Regions from separate parts of the Mus musculus genome. Here region 2 is linked to region 1. The links are chromatin contacts, called in public Hi-C maps. All regions are on one chromosome and are shown on one strand. Each heading gives the region's core, a stretch centred on a gene start, on an enhancer-like site or on the middle of the called end of the contact. The rest is flanking DNA. Distances are from core to core; before and after follow the strand shown. Region 1 has its middle 18 kb from the start of Gm23626. Region 2 overlaps Cacna1a (calcium channel, voltage-dependent, P/Q type, alpha 1A subunit).

Region 1 (6,103 bases), core at 2,659-5,158:
TTGCTGGAACCCCACAAGTCTATGATCACATTCAACACTCACTAGGATCTTCAGGCTCAGGCCACAAGACCATGCCCCCCCCCTTATTTTCTGAGAATTTAAAAGCAAATCTCAGCCCTTAACTGCCTTTATAAACTTCAGTCCATCTCTAACGCACACGACCTGATCTCTTTGGGGGGTGGGGATGTGGGTGATGCTCTGTGCTATGTTTGATCATCAGCTCTGTTTTTATGATGGAGAAGTACACAGAGCACACAGCTGAACAAGCAGTGGCTTCAGAAACATCAAAATCCAGACCCAGATCTGGAAGTGGGTCCCTTATACAGCACTGGCCACTGGCCCTTGAGGCTATTGATCTAGGAGCTCCTAGGAATGGAGTCTCTGAGTAGCCATCGCTCTGACTAGATCGTCTGTGCTGTGGAGTAACCATATCAGGACGTCCTTACTGGCTCTCCCCTCCCCTCTTCCCCTCCTCTCCTTTCCCCTTTCTTCTGCCTCCCAAGTGCTGGGATTGCAGGTGTGTGCTACCAGGCTGGGCTAAAGTTCCCTTCCTTTGTGTGTGGATTTGTCTGCCTCGTGTGTGTGTGTGTGTGTGTGTGTGTGTGTGTGTGTGTGTGTGAAGGTGAACCTCAGGTGTTCTTGTCTGATCAGGAATTTGCCAAGGCTGGTCAGGCAGGGAGCCTCAGGGAGCCCATGACCTCCCAGTGCTGGGATTTCAGGTGTGCACCACTATGCCTGGTCCTCATGTCCGAGAATTGACCACTGAACCATCCTCCCAGTCCATCTTTCTCTTTTAAGGCTGAGTAATATTCCTTTGTATCTCTAGACTGTTGCACCTCTTACCTGCCCACCTAGCAATGGGACTCATGCTGGCTCCCTTCTGTGTATGAAGCCACACTAAGCATGGGTATACAAGTGTCCCCTCGGACACCCCCTTCAGTTCTTTGGAGATTATATTCTAAGTCAGAATTGCTGGAATTTCAGGTTTCACTAAACTTTTCTGTTGTTTAAAGCCCTCTCTGCTCTCCGTTTCCCTTGCTCTTCCCCCGGCATGGTAAGCCCACTCCTGCCATCCCAGCAGCTGGGAAGTGGAGGCAGGAGGATCAGAGATTCAAGATCATCTTCAACTACATAGAAAATTTCAGGCCAGCCTGGTCTGCAGAGCAAAATCCTGTTTTAAAGAAAAACCAAACAAAACCCCCCAAAGACCGGTGCTGTGTCTTGGTGAAGCACTGGCCCAGCTTGTACTAGGTCCTGTGTTCTACCCCAGCACCACAGAAACCCAGGTGTGGTGGGTGATGCAGATCTGTAAGTCCAGCATTGGAGATGCAGAGGTAGGAGTTCTTGGCTACATAGAAAACTGAAGGTCAGCTTGGGCTATGAAATTTTGTCTCAAAAAACAACCCCTCCTCCAACTGAACAAAACCAAACCTCTCTCTAAAAACATAAAGAGATAAAGGGGTTGTTGAGGCAGGCTAAGGGTTTGCTCAGTGGTCATGAACTCTTCCCAATCATAAGGACTGGGGTTCAGATCGCAGCACTCCCCTCAGGTGGCTCACAAATGCCTGTGACTCCAGCTCCAAGGGATCTGGTCTCCAAGGGTATCAGTGAGCACACACACACACACACACACACACACACACACACACACACACACACACACACACACTCACTCACACACTCAAATCCTTTGTAAAATAAAGGAAGGAAAGAAGGAAGGGAGTGAGGAAGAGAGAAAGAAAGAGGGAAGAGAAAGAGAGGGGAGAGGAAGGAGAGGAGTGAGGAGAGAGGAGAAAGAGACCCCCAGTGGGTCCTACAGTGTGTGCCTGGGTTATCTGAGCTGCTTCTGTGGTCCTGTGGCTGAAACTCCCCACCTGGAGTTTCACCTTGGAGCTAAGGAGCAAGGTTAGCCACCTGGGCAATGACTGAGATCCTCCATCATCAGTTCTGGCTACCCTTTGTTGACAAGCAAATTAGATCAGTACTGTTTGGTGTCTCTTAGGATGAGTGGAGTCTCTCCTTCCCTCCTTTTGAGACAGGGTGTCAGTCTACAGCCCAGGCTGGTCTGGCACTGAGTGACCCTCCTGCTTGGTACCCAGTGCTGGGACTGCAGATGTGCCCCCAACGCCTGATTCTGTCTAGTTTTCCCACCACCCTTTGACAGCCTCACTGTGTAGCCCAGGCAGGTCTTAGATCCTCTTACCTCAGCCCCTGGAATGCTGGCATTATATACACAGCCCACCACACTCCACCAGCTCAATAATTTCTTACTCTTACAGGAAACTATAGAAGAAATAGAATCTTGAAACCATATCTGTAAGCTCTTCAAGGATATAGGAATTAATTCTTTTAACGTTTAAAAGTATTTATTTTATATGCATGTCTGTGTGCCATGCTTATTCAAACCCCAGAAGTTCCCAGCAACCACAATGGCAGCTCATAACCATCTGTGACTTTAGCCCCAGGTCCTCTGGAAGAACAACCAGTGGTCCTAATCACTGAGCCATCTTTCCAGATCTCTCTCTCCCCCGCCCCCACTTTTTTCTTAAACTTGCATGGATGGGCTGGGGATAGGAGTGGTGGGGTGCTGGCCTAGCATCCTTGCAGCCTGAGGCTCCATCCCCAGACCCTCCAGAAAGCTCCACTGTTGCTGACTCACTCTCTGTCTAGTGAAGCCTGTGATGGCCACCAGATCCACATGTGCATGGGAGCCTGAATCCACCTGAGCTCACTGAGAAATGAGGGAGAAGCCGGTGAGCTATGATAACTATCACTTTAGACATACCGCAGGGAGCGAATAGCTGAAATCCTTTCTTTTAGCTGTTTTCAGGTGATGTTATTACTAACCTGTGCTGCAGACTCACAGCTTCCAAGGCTGCAGTCCATGCTCACCAGCTTCAGTTTCTGGGCTGTATTTGTGATGAGGCACGTCATGGTGTGTTGCATATGGTGAGGCAGAACTCACTGAGAGGTATTCTGGGAGGAGAGAGGGATCGGGGTTCTAAATCCCTGTTGGGGGTCAATCCCCTGTGACTTCAGTTTCTTCACTAGACCCCACCCCTCACTGGTCCCATCCATCACTCCCGAACACCAGCACGGGCTTCAGCATGTAGCCTTCGGGGCTCATCTCAGCAGTCCAGACTTTAGGAGTTTTATGAGTACTTACCTGGACATTCACGGTCAGTGTGTGGAGATGCATATGACTGCAGATATGTGTATGTTTGCATGCAGGTGTGTGCTGAGCCAGAGGACAACCTTGGTGACCTTCCCCAGGTGCCCAAGGAGGTCACCAGCAGACCTTGCGGTGAGCTCTGCCTCACTTCCCAGAGGGGGGCTTTTTAAAATTTAAGTCTGAGAGACTTAAATTAAAGATTTATTAAATTAAATTAAAGATTTATTTATTTTATTTATATGAGAACACTGTGGCTGTCTTCAGACACTCCAGAAGAGGCATCAGATCCCATTACAGATGGTTGTGAGCCACCACGTGGTTGCTGGGAATTGAACTCAGGACCTCCGGAAGAGCAGTTAGTGTTCTCAACCGCCAGAGCCTTCTCTCCAGCCCGCAGGGAGCGCTCTTAACTATGAGCCTTGTTGGTTTAGCCCCAGCACACACTGCCTGCCACTGCTGGAATTTTACATTGGTTCTCAGGTCCTAAGCTTGTGTAACAAGCGCTTTACTGTGTGAGCTGTCTCCTCAGCATCATCCCCCTTAGTGTTTTTATGAGACACCATTTCCTTACTCCCGGGAACATTTGGCGATAATTTTACCTCAAACAGCGGAACTGTGTGTGTTTGTCTGGCTCCCCGTGTTGAAAAATGCATCCTTTAGAACCTTTTAGGAACTGCGTTTGCGGACCAGTGGTTTAGAACCGCCGGGTTCCCGCTTGAAGGTTCTGTGGCAGACCACCAGGAGGCGCTGTGGTCCACGAGCTGAGCAGGTACCAGGCCTCAGAAGCCGAAAACGCAGATCCCAGGTTGTGTCTCCTGGCCTTTCGCTTCCCAGCTTTAGGGAGCAGTGTTCTGAGACACTGGTCGCAGAGCCCTCAAGACGTCATTTCTCACCATACCAGTCCTCACACAAACCAGTTCTTTTTAAATGCGAAATGAATCTGGTAAAGATCAGTTGCAGGCAGGCTAGCTGGGCTTTATGCACAAGTTTGGAGACCTGAATTCAATTCCTGGAACCTGTGTAAATGTGCCAGGAGCGACACGGTTCCACATTACCGTCTGAACCCTCTCTGCATGCTGTGGCTCAGGTGTGAGAGCACTCACATACACAATAATAATAAAGGAAAAACTTCCAAGATCAATTGCAAGGGATTGTGGCTGTCTTAGTGGCTGGACTCTCGCCTGGCATGTGGACAGAGTTTGAATCCCAGGTCTATCAGGGTCTACGCGGCTGACCCTGAGAGCGGAAAACCTCGTCCTCTCTATGGTCTGGTTTCCTTGTCTGTAAAGTTGAGACAGCGATAGCATCCAGCTCTGGGTGGCAAACATTTCCTTTTGTTCGTGGGTCTATACATGTTTGTGCGTGCAGGCGTGTATACACACGTGAGCATGCATGTGGAGGTCAGAGGTCAATCACAAGCATAATTTCTCAGGAGACCTCCACTCTGGTTTTGTTTTGTTTTGTTTTGTTTTGTTTTGTTTTGTTTTGTTTTAGTTTTTAAAGAAAGGTCTCTCTCTGTAACCCTGGCTGTGCTGTTCACTATGTACACCCGGCCGACCTGAACTCACAGAAATCTACCTGCCTCTGCCTCCTGAGTGTTGAGATTAAAGACATGTGCCATTTATGCCTGGCTTCCACTCTGGTTTTTAACACAAGTCTCTCATTGGGTCCTGGGGCTCATCATTAGGCTAGCTGTCTGCTCTGCAGCCCCAGCAACCCTGGGATCCTCCGGTCTCCCCTCCCCCTCCCCCTCCCCATGCTAGGGATACAAGGCTGCAAGATGTCTGGCTTTTTCCATGGGTCCTGGGGATGAAGCTCAGGTCCTCATGCTCAGAAGGCTTTCCGCACTGATTCTTCTCTGCAGCCTCAGGCGGCAGCTTCTCTACAGTGTGGGCTCAAAGACACTTGGCGTACATTCTCTGTACCAGGCAGAAGGGACAAATGGTCTCAGGGCCTCGTCTCCATAAGGAAAAGAAAAGAGATGAAACCTGGCTTTTAGACAGGACCTGCTTAGGAATCAGAACGCTTTCTTTCTATTCTTTCTTTCTTTTTTTTTTTAAGGGAAGGAAGGTTGAACAATTCTAGCCTAGTTGATATTAAAAAGAAATAGGTCTGGTCCCAGGGCGCTGCTTCTCCAGTGCAGCTGGCTGGCTTGCAGGGCAGAGAGACCCTCTTTTTGTCCTTTGAATAGTGGCCTTGGCTTCAAGCCACAAAGGAAGGTCTACAGAGGCTCTGGGGTGTCCCTCCCCCCCCCCCAGTGCCTGGCAGGCTCTCCATGCTCTATGCTGGCTCCTAAGTGTCTTGCAAGCACATGTCCCTGAAGTCTCCCTCCTGGCATAGGACTTTTGATGTAGGATTCACTTGTGCCTTAGGTCTCAAGTCTATAACAGTGCTGATCCATCCTTCCTCTTTGTGGGGTCCATGAGCTTACGCTGGCCCGTCTCTCCCTGGCTTTCACCACCAGCACAGGACGATTCTGAGCTTACAACGCCTATCACTTAGGTTTTGAGGCAGGGTCTCTGACTGACCTAGAACTTGTTCATGAGGCTGGGCTGGCTGGTTGGTGACCCCAAGGGCTCTGCCTGTCTCCACAGCCCCAGTGCTGAGATTACACACTTGTGCCACCCTGCCTAGCTTTTATAATCATCATTGTTATTATTTTTATTATTACATTTATATTTTTTGTGTTTATGAGGTTGCATATCAGGGTACACATGTGGAGGTTGGGGGACTTTTTGAAGTCATTCTCTCCTTCCATCACGCAGATCCTGGGGTTCAAACTCAGACCCTCAGTTTTGGTAGGCGACTCCTTTATCCGTTGAGCCACCTTGCTAGACCTGACCTGCCTATATATACATGTATGTATGTATGTATGTATGTATGTATGTATGTATGTATGTGAGACTTTTGCCTACATGTGTGTATTTGTAC
Region 2 (6,347 bases), core at 419-2,918, 96 kb after region 1:
AGACTGTACACTTAGCATGTCCCCAGTGGATCGGTTTAAAGGGAAGGGGAAGGGGAAGGGGAGGAGCGGGTGCCAAAAGAAGTTGTCTGGCCTCCACTCACATGAACACTCACAGAGGCAAACACACATTTTCTTAAGCCTTCTATGGAGCTGGAGAGGTAGGTCAGTGATTGGCAGCACTTGCTGCTCTTGCTCCAGGTTCAATTCCCAACAACTCCTAGGTCTCCTCCTCCCTCCCTCTGATGAAATACTCGGTGTCTAGCCAAGGCTTTCATAGGGGAGCCGGACAAACCCATGAACAAAGGAGACCAGAGCAAACCCCTGCCTGTGTCATGCCTGTGTCACAGGGGAGACAATGGACAAGAGGATGACAGAAACCATAGCACTGTCTTAAATACAGTGTGTGGGGAAATTAAGCAGAGACAGAATTGAAGGAAGTAACCCTTGAGAGGAACCAAGGGAGGGAGTCCTGTTGGTATCTGCAAAAAGCATCTCGGGAGTATGAACAGCACATGCAGAGGTCCTTAGCTCAGACACGCCTGGGATGCTTGAAAGCTCTGGGGACATCATGGGAAGCAAAGCAAGAGAGAGAGAGAGAGAGAGAGAGAGAGAGAGAGAGAGAGAGAGAGAGAGCACAGTGGTGGCTCCCGGACCACCATGGAGAGGTCCCCAGCTTTTCTTCTAAATGAGATGAGGCCTATTAAGTTCTCGCACACATTATAACCTGCAGTCTTCTGCTTGCCTGCCCCCCATCCCAACAGTACTCCTGCTTCATTAAGGTGTGGGGTTTCTTCTCAGCTCCCTGACCTGAGTGGGGGAATCTAGGACTCTTGAAATCATCGGGACTCTTGAATGTGGAGGTACAAACTGGGAAGAAAATGAGGAGCCCTCCTCCTGAGAAGACTCAGAGCTCCGAGCCCCTGGTTCCACCCACCCTGAAGTGGAGCAGAGGCTTTCTGAACTGTGTCTGCACATAGCCCCAGAAGCTCCAGAGACGACTCCTTCTGACTCAGCAGGTGGATGCAGGGCTCAGACTGCATCCTTAAAGGGCCATGATGCTTTGTGTGACCAGAGCGTGGGGCATGCTAGCACTGACTCTCATGCTTAGGGCCTGCGAAGTGACAATCGGAAGCGCATGCATCTGGGTTTGACAAAAAGAAAATGAAATCGAGTGTCAGGATCTGAGCTGGGGGTGTGGGTCTGTCATTCTGAGAACTCAGGAGGCTGAGGCAGGAGAATTGTAGTTGTAAGGCTTCCCTGAGCTGCAGTGTGACTCAGAGGCCAGCCTGGGTGACTGCGTGAGATCCTGTCTTGAAATAAAAACTAGAAAGAGGGCTGAGGATGTGACTCAGAGGTAGAGCTCTTGCTTAGCATGCATGAGGCACGGGGTTCCATCCCCAGCGCTTTGAAAACTGACAGATAAATGCAGTGAAGTTTCAAAGAAGGAGTGGGAGTCTCGCTGACCCTCTGCCTGCCTGCTAGGAAGGACTGGGGTCTTGCTGACTCTCTGCCTGCCTGCTAGGAAGGACTGGGGTCTCACTGACCCTCTGCCTGCATGCCAGGGCTTCCTTTCAGACCTGGGGAATTCTGGGTTCTGAAGCCTAGGCAATAGGAACCTTGCTGACACAGCAGTACCTAAACGTGGTGCCAGCTGCTGCTAAGGCACTTCCATGGCAGCCATCTGGGGACAGGAAGCCAAGGAATGCCAGCAGGAGATGGTGGCTCTGAGAAGAAGCAGCCACTCAGGCTGGGCGGGCTGGCTGTGTGAGGATGTGAGTCTCATTCAAATCGCCAGCAAGGGCTTGGCCTCCCTTTCTCTGTGTGCAAATATCAGCTCTTGTTTTCCAAGCTGCAGGGTGAGACAGAGGGGAGTCTGCAGCGCTTTGTTCTGGGGCTAGTCACGGGCACTGAGAGGCAAGAAGCCAGTCACTGATGGGCTCTGAGAAGGTTTTGTTATCTTCCTAAATTGCTGTTTGCAGCTGTGCAGTGAAGCTGAAGCAAAACACAGGAAGGGCCTGGCTTTCCCAAGTCACTTCCTCCTACGTTCACTCTCTCTGCCTTCCCACCTGGAAAATGGGTCCAGGCTTAGCTCCTTCCAACCCTCTAAGGGGTAGACTGATAGCACTTCCAGAATACAGTGGCCTGTGATCCCATCATTTGGGAGGCTGAGGCAGGAGGCTCCTGAGTTTGAGGCTACATGTTAAGCCCCCGCCTCAAACAAAACAAAACAAAACAAAAAATCAAGACAAAACAACAACAAAAGTACGATCAAGATCAAAGGGCACTGAGCCAGTTAACTTTTCAAAGGGAAACTTTTCAAAGGCATTCCATACAGTCACAGTGTCTTGCAACTGTGTATCTAGTTCCTACACAGGAAGGCAGTTCTCCCCATGTGGAATGGGAGGGCACACTGCCTCTGGGGACACGCAGTGTTGCCTTTGGTTTTAGAACCACACATGCTACTCCATATCCCACAGTGCCCAGGACAGCACCAACTCAGGCACTGTGTCAGGCTGGGAACCCACTGTCCCTGTACTCAGAGTGCTGTGACTGCATGGCTAACATCACCTGTTCCCTCTTGCCTTCCAGCTCCAAGGTTTCTAGCTCCATTCACAACGCGACGGACTAGGGTTGCCTCTGAGAGACTGAGCCAGAGAACAGGGTGTGATTTTGCTGTGAACTAGTCTGTGTGTCAAGCCCTCATGTAGGAGCAGCATGTGTCCTCCCAAGTGCTGAGGCCCCATGCGGCCCAGCAGACAGTTCCTGGGGTGAAGGAGAGAGACTGAGGAGACAGATACTGTCAGATCACCTCCTGAGATGCCTGCTCTAAAGCCACCACTAGGTTAAAAAGATTTATTCTAGTTATGAGGCTCAGCCTTTTATACTTTTCATCTCTGGCCGGTTGGATTCGTGGATGCTAGCATAAGCATGCCCTCCACACCATCTAGTGTGCTCTGGGTGCTGAGTTCACCATCTACTGCATCTAGTTCACCATCTAGTGTGCTCTGGGTGCTGAGCTCATTTCGCTTACTGGCTTCTCTGTGAGTCCAGAAACTTTGCTGTCTTCTGCCCTTGGCTCTGTCTGCAGTAGTGGGGAATGCGGGGAATGCTGGGGTGTCTCTCAGCCAATGCAGAGCTCCTGCATTTGTAGTCATGGCTCTGCAGGGGTGGAAAGAATGCAAGGAATGAGTGAAGGCTGGGGCTTGGCATGCTGTGGCCACTGTGCTGTGTGCACAAGATTGGGCCTGTAAACACCATGCCATGGAAGAAAGAGGGGTCACAAGGCTTTGTCCTTCTATGAGGACAAAGTGTGGCAAGTGTGGCAACATCTTTCTCCAGGGGTGTTGTCACTGATGAAGTACCTGTGCTTCTGTGGGCAACCTTAAACTCACTGAGGAAGGGAGGGAGGGAGGCAGAAAGGGAGGGAAAAGAAATCAGAAGAAGGACAAGGGGACTGGGTTAGAAAGGGACACAGAGAGGAGGAGACAAGAAAGGGGAAGGGGCTTGAATATGACCCACACGTGTAGCTAGTACATGCTAATAGAAACTTTTTAAAAAAGTCATTGGTGTAGGCCTGCGAGAGGTAGGGGTGTCCTCCAGCCCGAAAGGGAGGTGACTGTGTGTATGAATGGGGTAGAGATGGGAAAGACTGAGGGACAAGGGGGTGGGCTGGAGATGTTGGGCTGAGTTGCTGGGAGAGGACAGAGTGCTGATCACAAAGCCATTGGAGGTCTGCTCCTTAACCCTCACACTCCCTTCGAGTACATGATCCTGGCCACCATCATTGCTAACTGCATCGTCCTGGCCCTGGAGCAGCACCTCCCTGATGATGACAAGACACCCATGTCTGAGCGGCTGGTGAGCAATGAGGTGGAAGGGGTCTGGGTCCCTGGGCTGAGACATGTGTGGGAGAAAGGCTGCTTTGCACCATCATCAGTGACCTGGGAGCATGGAAGCCCTTACTGCCCAACCCCACCCTGGGGACATGGAAGCCCTTACCACCCAACCCCACCTGGAAACCCAGCAGACCTGGTATACACCAGGGCACAGTGACCTTCGCACTGTGAAGACATCATGCTCAATCCAAATTCTGTTTCCTGTTTCATGCAGAGACACAAAATTTTCATGAAAAAGTGATACATAAGTATCAAACAGAGCAGTTAGCCACTGTGAACTTAGTCCTCAAATTCAGTCACTGGGATCCCATTCTGCACACTTCCTTGACCTTAGTTTTCCTCCATTCTCATCTTCCTCAGCAGAAGTATAGGACACATCCACAGTTGACAACCATGTCCTTATATCTGCATAACTAGAAGTGCAGACATCTCGTGTTGCCATAAGAATGTTTTTTATACCCAGCACAAGTACCACCAAATCCTCAGAATCAGTCAGTATCTAGAGATCTATCATTGTCTCAGTTACATAATTTTAGGGTTGTTTTGCTCTACTAATAGTCAAATACAGATTTGGCTTGTTTATTTATTGCCTATTTGTTATTTTTGCTATACTTAGGATGAACCCAGATCCCTACATATGCTAGGCCAGCTCTCTAACACTGAGCCATGGCTTTGCCCTGTACTAGGGGATTCTACACTAGGGCTTTATTCCTGGAGTACACACACCCTCAGCTTCTCACTAGTGGATTCTAGGCCAGGTTCTACTGCTGAGTAGTGCCCTCTTGGCCTTCATAGTCTTCACCAAGGCAACAGCCACATCTCTAACTGTGGGAGATTGGTACTCCTAACCCAGGGAGTAGGTTGTTCTTAGCATTCTTTCATTGTGACACAGTATCTGAGGTAGCTCACCTTGCAGAATGTGTTCCTTTGGAGTTAGTTTCAGAGGTCTCAGCCTTTGGTGACTAGGCCCATTGGAAAGGGGAGATGGGCACACATCTACGGGTGTGCTTCATACTGCTTATGTCACTGACAATGCTGTCTCTCCCTTCCAGGATGACACGGAACCATACTTCATTGGAATCTTCTGTTTTGAGGCTGGAATTAAGATCGTGGCTCTTGGCTTTGCCTTCCACAAAGGCTCCTACCTGAGGAATGGCTGGAACGTCATGGACTTTGTCGTGGTGCTAACAGGGTAGGCGACTGCATCATATTCTTTAGTGTGTTTTTCCCAAGGATATCAAGCAGTGGTTAGTTTCATGGCATGTGTGGTCAGGCTGGACTTGGAGACCTGTGCCCAGTGTTCGTTAGCACACTCTGTCTCCTACCTACCACCTCTGTGTCTTCACCCTTCATAGCAGAGAGTGCTGTTGAATAGAATTGAAACAATGGCCTGTTGTAGCTGGCAGCTTCTACAGTGCATCGTGGATATGGCCATGTATACCTCCCTATAACCCAGGAGGGCAGAAGATGCTGCTATTCCCAACCCACTGGCCAAGACAGAGAAGCACCCTCCATCTGCTGAGCAGTGAGGCTGGCATTTAAACCTACAAACCAAGGGCCTGAGAACTCCTTTGCTTGGTGATGTAGTAACTGTTCATGGTGCTGGCCATTGAGGATTATTGGCTGCATGGACTATGGTTTGGACTTTGGCAGGTTGTGCTTGTGTTTTTAAGGGAGTTTCTGATGTGAATGCAAGGAATGAGCTGTGGCTGACAAGCAAATGTATATACACTTCCCATCTCAACACATGGTTCTGAACTAGGAATGACTTCTACCTAATAGCAGTTTGTTGCTCATTGAAGGTCAAAGCTGGTGTTTTCTGATTGGCAGTTTTGTCTCCCCTGGTTATCGACAGCCTAGAGCCCTCTCTGTATTGTAGCTCTTTACTGTCAAGCTGCAGTTTGTCCAAACTCTGTGTCTATTCACCATAAATCACAGAAGGCAAATGAACATGGGGATGCTGGGAGCGTTTGTGGGCTGGAAAGGACTTGGATCTTGTCCTCCTCTGTTCGTATCCCAGGGGGTGAGGCTGTGGTAGAGGTCTTGCCTTCCATGAAGCCCTGGATTTGATTTCCATCACTGCAAGATGGACGCAAGTGTGTGTTGACTAGAAGTCAGTCACAGCAGCTGGGAAATGTGAGCTTGTGCTTAGAAACAAGTGGAGATGGGCTTGGGGTTCTTTCACTCTGTTGTTGGGATAAAAAACTATCTGACTGAAAGCAACTAGAAGAGAAATGGATTTATTCTGCAGTACTTCCAGGACATAGCTATCACTGAGGGACATCAAAGCAGGAACTCGAAGCAGAAACCATGAAGGAACACTGCTTGCAGGCTTGCTCAGTCTCTGGTGCATGTTCAGCTAGCTCTTTCTTACAGTGTACGACCACCTGCCTGGGGAATGAAGCCACCCTACTACATCAGTTAACAATCAACAGTGCTGCATTGAACGCC

The links. Hi-C and Micro-C count contacts between places; a contact is called where the count stands out from the background.
Region 2: a Hi-C map of bone marrow-derived macrophages shows a contact between it and region 1, with 57 read pairs. The contact joins two enhancer-like sites. A contact is called at or near these places in 5 of 39 promoter capture datasets (cranial neural crest, embryonic stem cells, stem cell-derived epiblast-like cells and 1 more), 5 of 15 datasets of contacts at CTCF or cohesin (the NIH/3T3 cell line, embryonic stem cells, large pre-B cells and 1 more), 20 of 484 Hi-C or Micro-C datasets (the G1E-ER4 cell line, Sertoli cells, bone marrow-derived macrophages and 7 more) and 2 of 115 datasets of contacts at active chromatin or transcription factors (embryonic stem cells and stem cell-derived neural progenitor cells).

The regions. Positions count from the first base shown.
Region 1 is chr8:84,359,998-84,366,100 of GRCm38.p6, forward strand. It overlaps a transcript of Cacna1a not described here. Among named protein-coding and RNA genes, the nearest start is that of Gm23626, 18 kb to the right of the region's middle. Within about 2 kb of position 3,909, at least 8 of the 459 cell types and tissues checked have an H3K27ac peak or open chromatin away from gene starts, as enhancers often do. A contact at or near this core is called in bone marrow-derived macrophages, where this site is marked.
Region 2 is chr8:84,457,738-84,464,084 of GRCm38.p6, forward strand. Cacna1a (calcium channel, voltage-dependent, P/Q type, alpha 1A subunit) reads left to right here. Exons shown (of 47, transcript NM_007578.3): 2 at 3,753-3,858; 3 at 4,949-5,088. Among named protein-coding and RNA genes, the nearest start is that of Cacna1a, 46 kb to the left of the region's middle. Within about 2 kb of position 1,669, at least 74 of the 459 cell types and tissues checked have an H3K27ac peak or open chromatin away from gene starts, as enhancers often do. A contact at or near this core is called in bone marrow-derived macrophages, where this site is marked.